3 separate regions of the Mus musculus genome follow, and regions 2 and 3 are each linked to region 1. Evidence: chromatin contacts called from public Hi-C and promoter capture Hi-C data. All regions are on one chromosome and are shown on one strand. The core of a region is the stretch at or near the end of the contact, and the rest is flanking DNA. Distances in the headings are between cores, read along the strand shown. Region 1 holds the start of Fkbp4 (FK506 binding protein 4). Region 2 holds the start of Strap (serine/threonine kinase receptor associated protein). Region 3 holds the start of Phc1 (polyhomeotic 1).

Region 1 (4,451 bases), core at 968-3,467:
TGCTCCATGCTCCTACTGCAGTGCTCCATGCTCCTTCTGCAGTGCTCCATGCCCTTACTGCAGTGCTCCATGTTCCTACTGTAGTGCTCCATGCTCCTACTGCAGTGCTCCATGCCCTTACTACAGTGCTCCATGCCCTTACTGCAGTGTTTCATGCTCACCGCCATCCCCACACACATCACATTATAGCAGTGGCCATCACCTATCCACTTACCACTGGAAGCCAAGTGCTGCACTAGACACACCGGAACATTCCCTCCTTTGTAACCACTGGGTCACCCTATTGACAGGACTCACAGACAAAACCTGCCCCAGTTTTGACAGCTATACTGCAAGGTGAGCCAACCCTTTGCTTATTGCTAACCAATAAGAGCTGTCTATCATAACCTTAGGTAACTTTGTGCCCGCAGTCTGCAGGCACTGAGTGCTGGTGCTGAGTGCTCCACTGGGAGGTGCTCATGAGATCAAAGGAGTTAGGCCTCCAACAATGCTGTTCTCAGGGAAGAGACACAAACTCACTGCTAATACTTTCTCCATCACAACTTGCTGTGCCAGATAACACCCAAAGACCATAATCAGCAGGTACCTATGTGAGCACCAGAAAGATAAGTACCATGTGCAAGGCAGTGGTATACAAAGGCTCCATTCACTACCAAGAGCCTTCACTACCAGAGTAGCCACACACACACCCCACATATTCTCTGGCAGTGTCTCTAGCCACCTAACAAATCAGACCATGGTTAAACTCATGAGACTATAAATTGCTGGAAAGAGTAGCTTACTTCTACAACCCATTTGTTTGGTTCCATCAGAAGGGACTACAATAAAATACCTAATATACTTAAACCATCATAATAAGGGTTATTATTATTTCACTTCTTTGGGAGGGATAATAGGGCACAAGTGTGGATGTCAAAAGACAACTTTGAAGGGGTTTTCTCAATACTGTGGGTGTTAGGGATAAAACCCAGGTCTAAAGACTTTCAAAAGCACCAACATCCACTGAGCCATCTCGCAGGCACCATATAATAACTAGCTTATTGCCTACTTAAACGCCATCACTTGCGTTGGACCACGAACAGCACCATGCTGGGCACACAGAGACAAAAAGTTCATTACACTGGAATGAAAACTCGCAAAGCCAATAATACAATAGGCAGGTCTGATAGCACTCACCAGGCTGTATAACTGGGTACTAAACTGCTGGGCAGAGTCAGGACCTCTCCAGACAGATCTTCCATCAAGCCAGCACTGTTCCGGTAATCAGAACTTCATGGTTTTAGCCACACAGACTCAGAACTCCACAGGCATCTCATAGGAGCAGCGAGCAGGTTGAGAAAACCTTCCTTCCTATTCACCTTTAGTAAAGAGGGGGAAGGGGGAAAAAATTTTTTTTTCGCGTGAGCTGAAACCATTTTGTGTGCCAGTACTAACCAAAAAAGGCTGATTAGTATGGTGGGAGAAAAGGAATTTTAACACACGTACCTCCACTTACAAGTCTATGGCTCTTATAAATCTGCTCATGGCATTTTTGCGGTGGGCCTGCCAGGCTGCAGGGAGGGCAAAGTTGTGTCCGATCTGTGCACCTGGGCTGAAACTGTCCCTACGGGGCCCACACTTTCAATCCCTCGACCTCTCTTTCCCACACTGCTCAGGTGCCCACGCCTGGAACCATGGGCATCTGTGGCACAATCACGGGAGGCCGATCTTTGCCACTTCACATCTGACTGCCTGTCTCCAGCTATTCCGCTGTGGGCCTGGGTGAGCAGGGCCGGCCACGAGGCAGGCCCGGACTTGGGAGGCTCGCCACTTGGAGTCCTGAGGATAGAGAAGGATCTGGAAAAATCGCTTAGACGCGGGCAGAGGGGTGGGGTAAGGGTGGGGGTGGGGCGGAACGACATAGGGAAGATTGTGATCCCAGAGGTCCTGGTGTAGGAGGAGGGCACTCCTAGGGGCCATCAACCAGAAAAGCAAATCTTAACAAAAACGACACAAACAAACAAAAAAACCAAACCACTCCAGTACCCTCAGTCCAAGAGCCTCAACCCGTTTAACCGCTTCTCTAGAAAGTTCTCCGCTCCCGCCCCTTTGCAGCCCGCTCGTGCCGCTCCTCCCTGCCCCGCCCCCGAGGCGGAGGGGACCAATTGCAGGCCGGGCCGCGCCAGGCCCGCCCCTCGGCGTCACCCCACTCGGCCGCCGCCGGCGAGCGCGCGGATAGCCGGGTGCGCGAGCCTGGAGCGCGGTTCGAGGTGGGCAGCGCCGCCTTCCGCCGCACGCCGCCCCGTCGCTCACTCCGGTCGGCGGCCAGAGTGCCGTGCTCGCGCTTGCCACACTCTCGCAGCCAACGGTGCGCCCAGCGGCCATGACCGCCGAGGAGATGAAGGCGGCGGAGAACGGGGCGCAGTCGGCGCCCCTGCCTCTCGAAGGAGTGGACATCAGCCCCAAACAGGACGAGGGCGTGCTCAAGGTGAGGGGCCGCGGAGTCCTCGGCTGCAGGCTCATGGGCCTTGGGGGTACCGCGGCCGGAGGATGGGGGGGATTCGTCTTCCCTGCGCAGGCTGCAGCCCTGAAAACGGCACGGCGGCTGCACGCTCCGGAGGGTGCGGCCCGGGTCCGGGAAGAAGCCCCCACTGCAACGCCAACTCGATCCGGCTGCACTGTGCGGCTGAGAGGGGCGGAGCGGAGCGCGAGAGCCGCTGCCAGGGGGCCCGGGCGGGGTGCACGAGGCTCGGGCGCGCCGAGGGACTCAGGCCTCGCCTCCCGGGAACCCCTCGGCCGCAGCGTGCGCCGTCCACCTGGACGAAGGTGCGCCAGGGCTCGCCCACTTGAAAGTTAAACATTAGCTAGGACCTGAAACGGCTCCCGGGAGCAGGTTCCTGGCCCAAAGCCCTTTGTGCCTTTCTGCGCCCCTTTTGCAATCGCCGAGATCCAGCGAGGTCACGGGCTCGGCCATGCTGTGCCCCCTTTCTCGGCCCGGGGAGAGCGAGAGCGATGCATGCCGGGACCTGTAGTTCCTCGCCTGCCCCTCCTGAGTCTTTCTGAGTTGGGGGGTACTGGGTGCTGGCCATGGGGGGAGGTGCATTGCCTTAGAGCCAGCGGCTCACTAATCGCCTGACTGCAAATAGCCCGAGGAGCGAGGGGGAGGGCGCCCTGACCCGGGTCGGGACAATGGACGCCGTTTCAGAGCAGGTTCTGCCAGCAGTCCAGGACGGTGAAATCCTAACCTGCATTGCATGTCTCCCTGCATCCATTGTTTCTCCTCCGTGAGTCCCATTGCTCAGTTTCTAGTGTGTGTGGCTTGTGCAAACCAGAGACCTTAGGGAGCCTCGTTGGTCCAGAAATGCTCCTGGCTTTTTACCTCAACTCTTGCTGCTCCCCGTGAACATGTGGCCCTTTCTCCTTTGCGCTAGGTTCTGATTCCCAGACGGGGTCTGTTCCTCTTTTATCCTCCATTCCTTCGCGGGGCCCTGTACATTCTTATCAAGGAAGCCTTAGAGGATGGGTTCCATATCTACCTATTGGCTCTCCTATGGGGTCACCATATATAAGAATGTTAAGCAGAAATAGACGCCTGCCTATACACGCAGGAGAGATAAAGGACTCCTTGGCTTGCCAGACAGGTAGTTTCCCTTCCCACATGTAGTTTCCAGCGCCTGATACAGAGCCTTTGTGCTCGGCTGTAATCTGGTCCTTCCTTTTTCCCAGTTTTGAGGGGATCTTTTTCTTTTCATTACTCCTGTTCCTTTCTATTCAAACCAGACCCTGATCTGGTGATCCACTACTTTCTATCAGGTTTTTGTTTTTATTTTTGTTTTCCCCCAAACACCTCTGGAGGATAGGGGTTGTCCTCAATGCCTGACCGATAAGTTCTGGATAGTTTAGCAACTTGTCCAAAACCATAGACAAAACTTGAACCCAAATTATATGCAGTTCTCTAAAGCAAGACCTGGAGGGAGATGGCTAGGGAGGTTAGTTGAATCTAAGCTAATCACTGGTATCCATCATTTGAAGACTAAGCTCTCGGACCTGCTGAAAAGAAGCAGGGGGCAGTGGGTGCAGCCGAGTCCATCCAGTATGTGTCTTTGGGGGGCTTATGGGCAGTTGGGGCCCTTCTGCCCACATCCTTAGGTACTCACCTTCTCTTCCCCTCCCCCCCAGGTCATCAAGAGAGAGGGTACAGGCACAGAGACACCCATGATCGGGGACCGAGTCTTTGTCCACTACACTGGCTGGCTGCTAGATGGCACAAAGTTTGACTCCAGTCTGGACCGCAAGGACAAATTCTCCTTTGACCTGGGAAAAGGTAGGCTTGGTTAGTGGGTTGGCAGGATAGATAGGCTCCGAAGTTGATAGCAGCTGTCACAAGAAAAAGTGACGTTCCCAGCCAAGCTGGAGCTGGGCTCAGCACTGCTTACCTATGTTTCCAGCGACCAGAGATTGAGGCAAGCCTT
Region 2 (4,451 bases), core at 1,293-3,792, 9.3 Mb before region 1:
CATTTTCACTCTCTAGGCTCTGGTCTACTAGCATATACAGCAGCTCTTAACACTGCCTTTGGGCCATCAAGATGCTTTTGTAGGCACACAAGCTGACAACCTGAACCAGAGCCCTCAACCCATACCCCCAAAATTGTCTTGACTTCCTCCACACAAACCCACACACACACAAGAGTAAATTAAAGTTACCTGCATTGATTTAAAAGCACACACAGGTTAGTAACTATACATCAAAAAGTATATAAAATATGACACATGCCTCAATGATTAAAGAGAATCATGTCAGTTTGATAATAGATGCAAAACCCAAAGTAAAAACAGGGAAAGTGTATTATGGCAATGGTTTAGTCCATCTCAGACTGTATCAAAAGACAAAGTGAACTGAGATGAGACGATGTATCCATTACTACAGTGACTGAAGACTCTGTATGTGTGTGTGTGTGTGTGTGTGTGTGTGTGTGTGTGTGTGTGTGTTCCAAAACTCAAGCCTGGCCAGTGTGATCCAGACCACCCTCCTGCCTGCTAAAGACAGTCTCTTGGCTGCCTTCTGATCATTTTGGCTCTTCCAGCACCAATTCTGCCTGCATGCTGCCATGCTTCCCACTATGATGATAATGACCTGAACTCTGAAACTGGAAGCCAGCCCCAGCTAAATCTCTAAGAGTTACCTTTACCTTGGTCATGTTGTACCTTCACAATAATAAAACCCAACTAAGAAAATGAGGATCTAATGAAAATTAAGAATCTTTCAGACAGCCATCTTTAAAACCATAGAAAACAGAAAGTAAATTTGAGGTCCGGTTTTAGATTATCTAGAGCCAGTAATAAAGCTGAGTGAAAAGGTGCCTGGAGACATCACTGTATAGCACTCACTAAGTGTTCAAGACTATCTGTGAAGGACATCAGCAGCACCCATTGTCCAAGCTGTATAGCTCACCACGTTCCTGGTCTCGATGAGAGAGACATCAGTCCTTGAAACATCTCAAGTCACAAGGATGCTCAGAGAGCCAGGACAGAATCGTGGTGAGATCAAACACCATGTACTGTCTATAGCATCCTCGGAGTCAGAACCTCATGTCTAACTGTGAAGTTGGAGAATCTGGCCATGTCACCACAAAATTCAAACAGAATGAAGTTAGCCATTTTTGTTACACTTACGCTGTGAAGTCTGCAGCTGCTGTCGCAGCTTTGGTGGCATCCTTATTCAATGTTGCACCCCAAACAGCACCTTTATGACCCAAAAATGTTCCAATCCAGTCTCCTGTATCTCCCTGGCGGAGCATGGGCTTGCCATCTAGAAAATATTTTCAGACATCTGTGATTTAGAAGCATGCAACGTAATACCAAATCCTGAGCAGCAAACTACTGGAAAACCGTTGTTCTGACTGCTCCCCCCTACTCCCATTAAGCCGTGGGGGCGTGGGGGAGGGTGTCCCCATCCTGGTCTGTGCATATGGTCTCAGTGACCTAGGGACTAAGGAGTTGTAGCCACTCTTCCTGGGAAGCATAAGCAATTTTGGGACCGAATGAGAGGCCTCCCTCATCACCTTTGCAAACTCGGATTACAAAGCAACTATAAAGACCTGGGAAACGCTCTTCCACAAGACCTGATTCCGATTCCCAGCGCCCACACGGAGGCTGACAACAGCCTCTAACTCCGGCTCTGGACAATCTGATGCCTTCCTCTTGGGGCACCCCTTCACACAGGTACAAGCATGCATAGAGACAACACAGGCACACATAAATAAAAACTTCTGAAAAACCGTGGGCTGGATGCCAGTGACATGCGGTGTCAAAACGATCTAGATAGCCGCTTTTTACTTTGGACCACATAAACCTAACGTACACTTTCGTCGGGGAAAAAAAAAAATGAGGCTCACACCACAAAGGATGAAACAATGAGTGAGAGGACATAAAGGGCACTCCTCTCGGCCTGGCCTAATTTCTTCTTCCCGTAAATCCTTGGCAAACACAATGTAGTTGTGTGGGTAGAAAGGCGAGGTGTTGGGGAGCACTAACAACGGTGGGGAGGAGGGACGCATAAAGCCCGGCCAGGGGCGACCCTCTAGTCCCAGCAGCGCGATGGCTGTCGCTGGCAGCCACGACCCACCCACCCGTCGGCACTCGGGAGCCGCGGCCGTCGCGGGCTCAGCTCACCTTTGCAAGCGCTGATCAGAAAGTAGCCGTAAGGCGTGATGCCGCTGAAGGCCAAATCCACCACGGGCCGCGTGTGGCCCGAGCAAGTGAGCGGCGTCTGCCTCATGGCCATGGCGGCGGCGAGCGCGGTGACGCGGAGCGGGGACCGAGGGTCGCGGTCGTCCTCCTTCTCTGCCGCGGCGCCTCAGGCTGCTTGAGGCCCCCGCACTCACGCCGAAGGAGGCCGGCTCCAGAGTCCCCGCGACTCGCGGCCGCCAAGGGAGGGACAGGGAGGGAGGGAGGAGGGGAGGGGAGCGCCGGAGAGCCGGCCTGCCGCCACTCACGGTCCCTACCGGTAGCGGCAGGACGTGACGTCGCCCGACGCGTCGCGTCAGCCGGAAGTGACGACTGGCGGGAAGGCGGTAGTTCCCAGCAGCAGCGCGAGAAGCAGTGTGCGCAGGCGCGAGCTCGGAGACCGAACCCATGCTGCTCTGACGACGTCAAGCGCGCGGCGTCCCGTTGCTACCCAGTGTTGGGAGCCGCCGAGTCCGTCCCTTGTAGGATGCTGTTGTAGAGTTGTAACCTTCTCATTGCTAAGCTACAGACACACTTTTCCATAATCATCTCACATCTAACTGCCTACCCAGTAGCAACCATTCTGTCGCTCTCCTTCCCACCCCCCTCCCGGCATACACCGTCACAACTCACAAACAGTAATGACTTCCCTAATAGAGTGGTTATGCTAACAACATTTATATCCTGGTGACAGATAAGTGACTGGCGTTTAGTGGATGGCCAGCAAATGCTTATTTGCAAGTGGGAAATATTCACTTAGTGCTCAGCAAGGATCCGTGACAACCTAACTGATAAGGGCTCTTTCAGTGGCTCTAGCAACTATCACTGCGGCTGGGGAGGGAGAGACCCCAGTCTACTGGGCTAAAGTTCTTGCCATGTAAGCATGAAGTGTGATACCCAGTACCGACAAAAAAAAAAAAAAAGCTATACATGGTGTGATACATGCTTGGAATGCAGCACTGAAAAGATACCAATCCCTGCCAGCCAGCATAGCAATCAGTGAGTTCCAAGTATGAGTGAAAAACATCTCAAAAACAAAAGAGTGTAGATGCATCTGGACCAGTGAGCCATTCTTCACTGAGAGGCTCCTGAGAGGAGGGACCGAACGGATCAGAAATAAAGAAGACAGGAAAGTTGGGGTCAGGAGGTTTTCCCTAAAACTATGTCTTATGCTAAGCTAATTTATTAAGATGTACAGCATCTTATATACTGTTTGTATGGGGAAAATGGAACAGAAAAACCTATCATACAGTGGGACGAAGTCATCAGAAAGCTAACCAAGCAGTGTTGCACAAAAGGAACACAGAATACTTCATGTGTGCCACAGACCAAGCACACACTGGCCTGGGACTGACTACTCCAGTCTCTTTAGGAGGAAAAGTCACGTTCTCACAGACTGAAATCTTAACTCTGGGGGGCCTGGTTCCAGACTTTGCTATGTCTGACCCTGGTCAAAGGCATAGAGTTGGTATCCCCTTTCCCCTTTCTGAAAGCCTCTTGTATCAGCCTGGAACCTAACAGTGAATGGCTCCTGGGGCTCCTAAGACTGACTTCTGCCTACCACACATGCACACACTACTTTTAAAGTGCATATCAAGCATATGTTGGCATTATAATAGACACTGTAGAAGTGACACAAATCCTCTCTACATGAAGAGATCTATGGGTGGCAAAAATGCTCTGTAGATCACTGTGAAAGAAATTCCACAAATAGGCTATCTGAAAATAAATGAAGGTGGATGCCTACTTCATGATAGATAAACTATTCACACACCATGATTATTAATTTGGGATCTTATTATGCTCATTGTTAATCATACCTTTGGGATTTGGTCATCTGTTAGGGCTTCTTTAAAGCCCTATTTTATTCTGCTTTTATTTTTTTTTCTTGATATATAGTCATTGTTCACGGTTACGGAATAGAGTAGTATTTTGATGATTGCAGATCAAATCAAGGTGCTAAGCATAGCCATTACCTCTAAGGCTGTGACTCTAGTGTCTCCTGGGGGGTTTGTTGTAACGGAAGGTTCTGTCTGCAGGTGAGAGTACAGGGAAGCAGGAGAAATGAAAAGGCCTAATAAGTCTTTGAAATAGAGCAGGGAAATGTAAGCTCTCTCTCTCTCTCTCTCTCTCTCTCTCTCTCTCTCTCACACACACACACACACACACACACACACACACACATCTTATATGGCAGTATAAGCTCCTCCACACGTTTTTACTGTGATTGCTAAAGTTAA
Region 3 (4,451 bases), core at 514-3,013, 6.1 Mb after region 1:
GTTCTTTGATATTGAATACTGTTGAGGCTCAAAACGCCATTTGTAAGTCTCCGCAAGGAAGCTTTAACCTTGACCTGCCAAAGTTCTAGGTTTGAATGAAGTGGGTCCTGCTCCACCTGTTTTTTAACCACCAGATCTCCTTGCCAGAATGTTCCCATTCATCCCCAGCCAACACCTATCATCCTTGGCTCGGCAGCAAACCCTTTCACCTCTCCACACCCATGTTCCTGCCTCTCCAGTCCTTTGGCTGCCCTTTGGGATTTGCATACCCGTTTAACAGGTTCCTAGAAGCCTCCTAAAGATCTTACTTTACGGAGATCTGGCTATACCAATTAAGAGAGGGAGTTGAAACAAACACAAATGCATCAATTTATAATGAGAATGCCTCTCCCCCCCCCCCCCCCCTTAAATACAAATTAATTACACCTGGGTTTTCAATCTAGAGTGGGCTCAAGAAAACAACTAATTATGGCTGAGGTTAGCAAAAGATACAAATCCCAGCTATTATCACAAGGTAACACCCTACGGCAGGTAAAAGGTTAAGGAGAGCAGCTGTCTTTGCTAACAATGCTCTGGTTTAAAAAAAAAAAAAGCTTCCAAGAGTGGCCAGCACACAGTAGGTGTTCTAAGAGCTCTGAGAGACTGAGAATAATTAAATCCTGTTAAATTTGTGTTGCAAATAAAACGGGCCTCCCCCACCATATGCTCAGCCTTCCCAAAGGCAGCACCATTGTTCATCTCTTTACACCCCGCCTTTTCCATTGTTTTGGGCGTTGTGATTCTTTCACGTGTGCGTGTGACTTAAAGAGATTCCGAAGCACACAATCAACCCTGACGTCACAGACTTAAGTATTATTCAAAGCAAGTTGCTTCAGGTTCCTGCTTTTTAATGAACTGCTGCTTCTAACGGGTTCAGTTTCTGTGCGGCGTTGTTTCCCGCCTTCTTGGAGTTGGGGCGAGGGATTAAACACTCAGCATTCTCTCGCCGTTCCCTCTATCTCAAAGTTTTTCTTTTCTCCTCTTCCCTTCCCTTTGCTCTATTTCCTTTCACAGGCCGTCGTTTCTCAAGGGTCTTTGCTCCGCTTCCTCCCTCTGTGCCTGCTGGTCCCTTTGATCCTTTCTTTCGAGCCCCTATTCCCAGAAGCTGCAGAAAATACCTTCTTTTTTTCCCCCCCTTTCACGTCACTTCCCTCCCCTCTCCCCATCTCCCTCTCTTCTCCGAGGTGAGTCCCCCTCTAGAGGCCAGCGCTTTCTTAGACGTCTGCTTTCAGACGGCGAGCGGAATTCGAAGAGAGAGAAGGGGGGAAGAAAGGAGGAGAAAGAGAGCCAGAGCCAGGGGGAGAAAAGAAAAAGAAAAACAAACAAAAAAAACCCCACTCGGGCCTAGAGCGCGGAGGCCGGGGAGCAGCGTCGCCATGGCAACGGGCGCCGACAGGAAGCGAGGGACGCGCGCGAGGGCGGGCGCGGGGAGGGGGCGGGCCGGAGGAGGGGTCGGCTGCCCCGGAAGCACCTCCCCGCAGCCCCCTCCCCGCCGGCCCGCGGCCCCCCGGCCTCGGCCCCCCACCCTCGCGGCGGGGCAGGAAGTGACAGGCCCGCGCGAGCCCCCGGCCTGGCGGAGCCGCGGCGCGGCCAGCACCCGGACGGCGGGAGGGGCGGGGAGCGGCGGCCGCGCCGGGCACCTCCCACCGCGCCTGGGCCCCCGCCCCTCCAGGAAGGGGAGGAGGCGGCGCGCCGCCGCCGAGGCCGAGCGACCCCCCCCCCCTCCCCCGCCCCTGAGGTGGACGCCCCCCGCGAGGACTCGGGTGCGGAGCCGGGCGCGAAGGTAACCGGGCGGCCGCGGGCCGGGGAGGGGCCGCATCCCGGGGTCTCGGCGGCGCGGGGATGTTTCCTCAGCCACCTCGGCGTGTGCAACGCCCAGGTACCTCCCCCAGCCGCGCTCCTGCCTCCCGCTCTGCTGCGCTTTGCGGTGCTTGGGTGCTGCGCGTCCCGGTCTTCGTGCTTTGCGCTCGCTGTGCTCGGTGCTGTCTGTCCGTCACCTCGTTGCCTCTGACCGCTTCTCATTCATTTCTCCCTTCCCCGACTTTGGTCCTTCCATCCGAGCATGCTGTCTGGTTATCTCCCTGCTTCTCGCGCTCCGCCGGGCTCCCCGATCTCCCAGTTCCTCGACTTCTGTGCCTCCCCTGCTTGGCTCCCTACTATTAGAATATACATTTCCCTGCTTACCAAGTCCGCTCGCTTCGGGCACAGCACTGTATCCACCCCTTTCTCCTGGTGTGTTTGATTTCTCTTTGGAAATGCATTTTTTTTTTTTTAATCACGCTTCTGTGAAGAACAAGAACCCCTGGGAGTCTTTCCGAGGCGCCCCTCAACCCTTGCTTCTCACTCCATTCTTACTGCAACAGAGTTTTATACTCAAGGGTATTGACTTCTTCCAACACCTGACCCAATAGGCCCAGTAGTATGTCTACCTCAATATTAATTTCTAGTTCCTTCCCATCGGTGTGCGTCTTCCCCAGTTGAGTCCTTAAACACACCCACACCCAAAAGGTGGGAACGTTTAGGGTGGCCTTTGACTCTTAGTTTTAATTTTTGATTGAGTTTGCCACCTAAACGGTGTGCTCTCTTCACTTTCTATACTGAATCTGGAACTCACAACATTCATTGAAAAATGAGGATTTTAAGATAGATTTGTGTGCCTGCGAGGTTTTTGATGGCAGTTTCCCTGGTGAAAAGACTTTAAAATTGGCCCTCTCTGTTTCATTATCTGGGGGAAATGAGGGGGTCATCGAATTGATGAACGTGTTTTATATAAGGCTCTATTGCAAGTAACAGGGTCTTACGTCTCTGAGTGCAGTGAGATAACTCCAGTAATCTGTACAACTGTGCCATGCTGCCTCTAATCCTTACCCACTTTTTTTCCTTCACATGCTGATATTGAGGATTCATGGGTCTGTATCTGTTTAGTGCTTTGATATTTTGGCAAAAGATGTGGGGAGAAAGGTAGACTGAAGTTGATAGAATACCCTCTCTGTACCTCTTTCATTTTATCCGTGTGTGGAGTGGCATTTGTTCGGTCCCAGAGTTAAGTGATGTAGAGATGCTGGGAAGAGAATCCAGAGAAAACTCCACTTCAGGGGCCAAGGTTGAGACTTTTGACTTTTGTTTACTTGTTTGGGATTAATTCCTGAGATAAATCCATTCATCTAATGAAACTAGAGATAGCCCCTAGCAGAAATTATGGTCGGACTTTTATATTCCCAAGCCAAATAGTACTTGGGAGACCTGATAGTTCTAGTACCTCAGTGTATCAAAAATAAAGAATACACAGTGTAAGTTTAACGAAAGAATGAAAACTAAGGAGTAAAATGATGTCATTTTCAGCCGCTTTAGAAGAGTGTTTCTGCTTGCTTCTCTTGTTTCTTTTCCTTTTTTTGATATGTATTTTTCTTTTAATTTATTTTTTGCTGGTTTTAATGTAGCTGCCAGAGGGTAAATTCTTACACTTTAGTAAAGTTGAATTTTACTCGTCTCAGTTAGAATGCTACTTACTTGGGAGTATGTAACCTGTTCACTTTGTTGCCTTATTTGCTAATAGGGACACTGGAGTTATATAAGGAGAAGTAACAGCCCCGAGGCTTTAATTAGGAGCTTGGCGAGCAGCCAGTCAGCTACTTTGGATATTTGGGCAGTAGTCTAGCTCTGTGTCCCCAACATTTATCCACTTCCATGACCTGTCCACTCTGTCTACCTCGTCAGTGTCTCAGGACTCTCCTCCGTGAAATGAGGATAGGAAATGCTCACACCGAGTGACAGACACTGCTTTGATGACAGATTGTTGTTGTTTGCTTTTTTTGTTCTGGGAAGAGACAAAGTAGTGTAAAGACTCGATACACAGAAGATCCTTGTTCCCTCTATTATAAAATGGGGGCTGTGATATTTACCATACAGCACTATAAAAATAGCACAGGTGAAGGGTCTGTAGGGGCCAAGGAACGAAAGCAACTAGAGGCTTCACCAGAAATGCTGTCCATTGTTAGCATGAGAACCATAGATAGATGGAGATAGAAGTAACAGCAAGCTTTGAATGGGTGGAGTGTGAACTGTTGGAACGTGCTGGGGGACCTAAGGTGGTTTTAGTATTGTAGGGTTGTGAGGTGGCTTGTTATAGTCTGGTGTTTTATTTAATGGTAGCCAGGAGGGTTAATGGAAAGGTTTTTCCTTTTGAAACAGTGACGAGCTTGAAAAGATGGAGTGAGGAAGATAAATTACAGACTTGGGAGTTCTAAGACCTCAGAGGAAGATTCTTAGATACTTTGTGGAGTTACTGTGATTTTGAATAATAATGCCATGAAATGACATTTTCCATTCAAGGTATAACTTTAACCTTTTACTGATTCTGTCTAGGGCTTGAGTCAGAGCGCCATTCTTGGGGACCCTGGAACGCTATCATG

What was found. Promoter capture Hi-C pulls out the DNA fragments that hold promoters and counts their contacts. A called contact is a pair of places that touch in the nucleus more often than the background predicts.
Region 2: a Hi-C map of CD8 T cells shows a contact between it and region 1, with 5 times the contacts expected there. The contact joins the promoter of Strap here to the promoter of Fkbp4 in region 1. A contact is called at or near these places in 2 of 484 Hi-C or Micro-C datasets (CD4 T cells and CD8 T cells).
Region 3: a promoter capture Hi-C map of frontonasal cranial neural crest shows a contact between it and region 1. The contact joins the promoter of Phc1 here to the promoter of Fkbp4 in region 1. A contact is called at or near these places in 2 of 39 promoter capture datasets (cranial neural crest and frontonasal cranial neural crest).

The regions. Positions count from the first base shown.
Region 1 is chr6:128,436,422-128,440,872 of GRCm38.p6, reverse strand. Fkbp4 (FK506 binding protein 4) reads left to right here and starts at 2,217. Exons shown (of 10, transcript NM_010219.4): 1 at 2,217-2,467; 2 at 4,159-4,303. The coding sequence starts at 2,363. Gm10069 (predicted gene 10069) reads right to left here and starts at 2,116. Exons shown (of 5, transcript NR_028593.1): 1 at 1,486-2,116; 2 at 1,177-1,358.
Region 2 is chr6:137,733,173-137,737,623 of GRCm38.p6, reverse strand. It overlaps Strap (serine/threonine kinase receptor associated protein), which reads right to left and starts at 2,542. Exons shown (of 10, transcript NM_011499.3): 1 at 2,158-2,542; 2 at 1,159-1,294. The coding sequence starts at 2,269.
Region 3 is chr6:122,336,969-122,341,419 of GRCm38.p6, reverse strand. It overlaps Phc1 (polyhomeotic 1), which reads left to right and starts at 1,763. Exons shown (of 16, transcript NM_001355215.1): 1 at 1,763-1,822; 2 at 2,940-2,948; 3 at 4,405-4,451. The coding sequence starts at 2,945.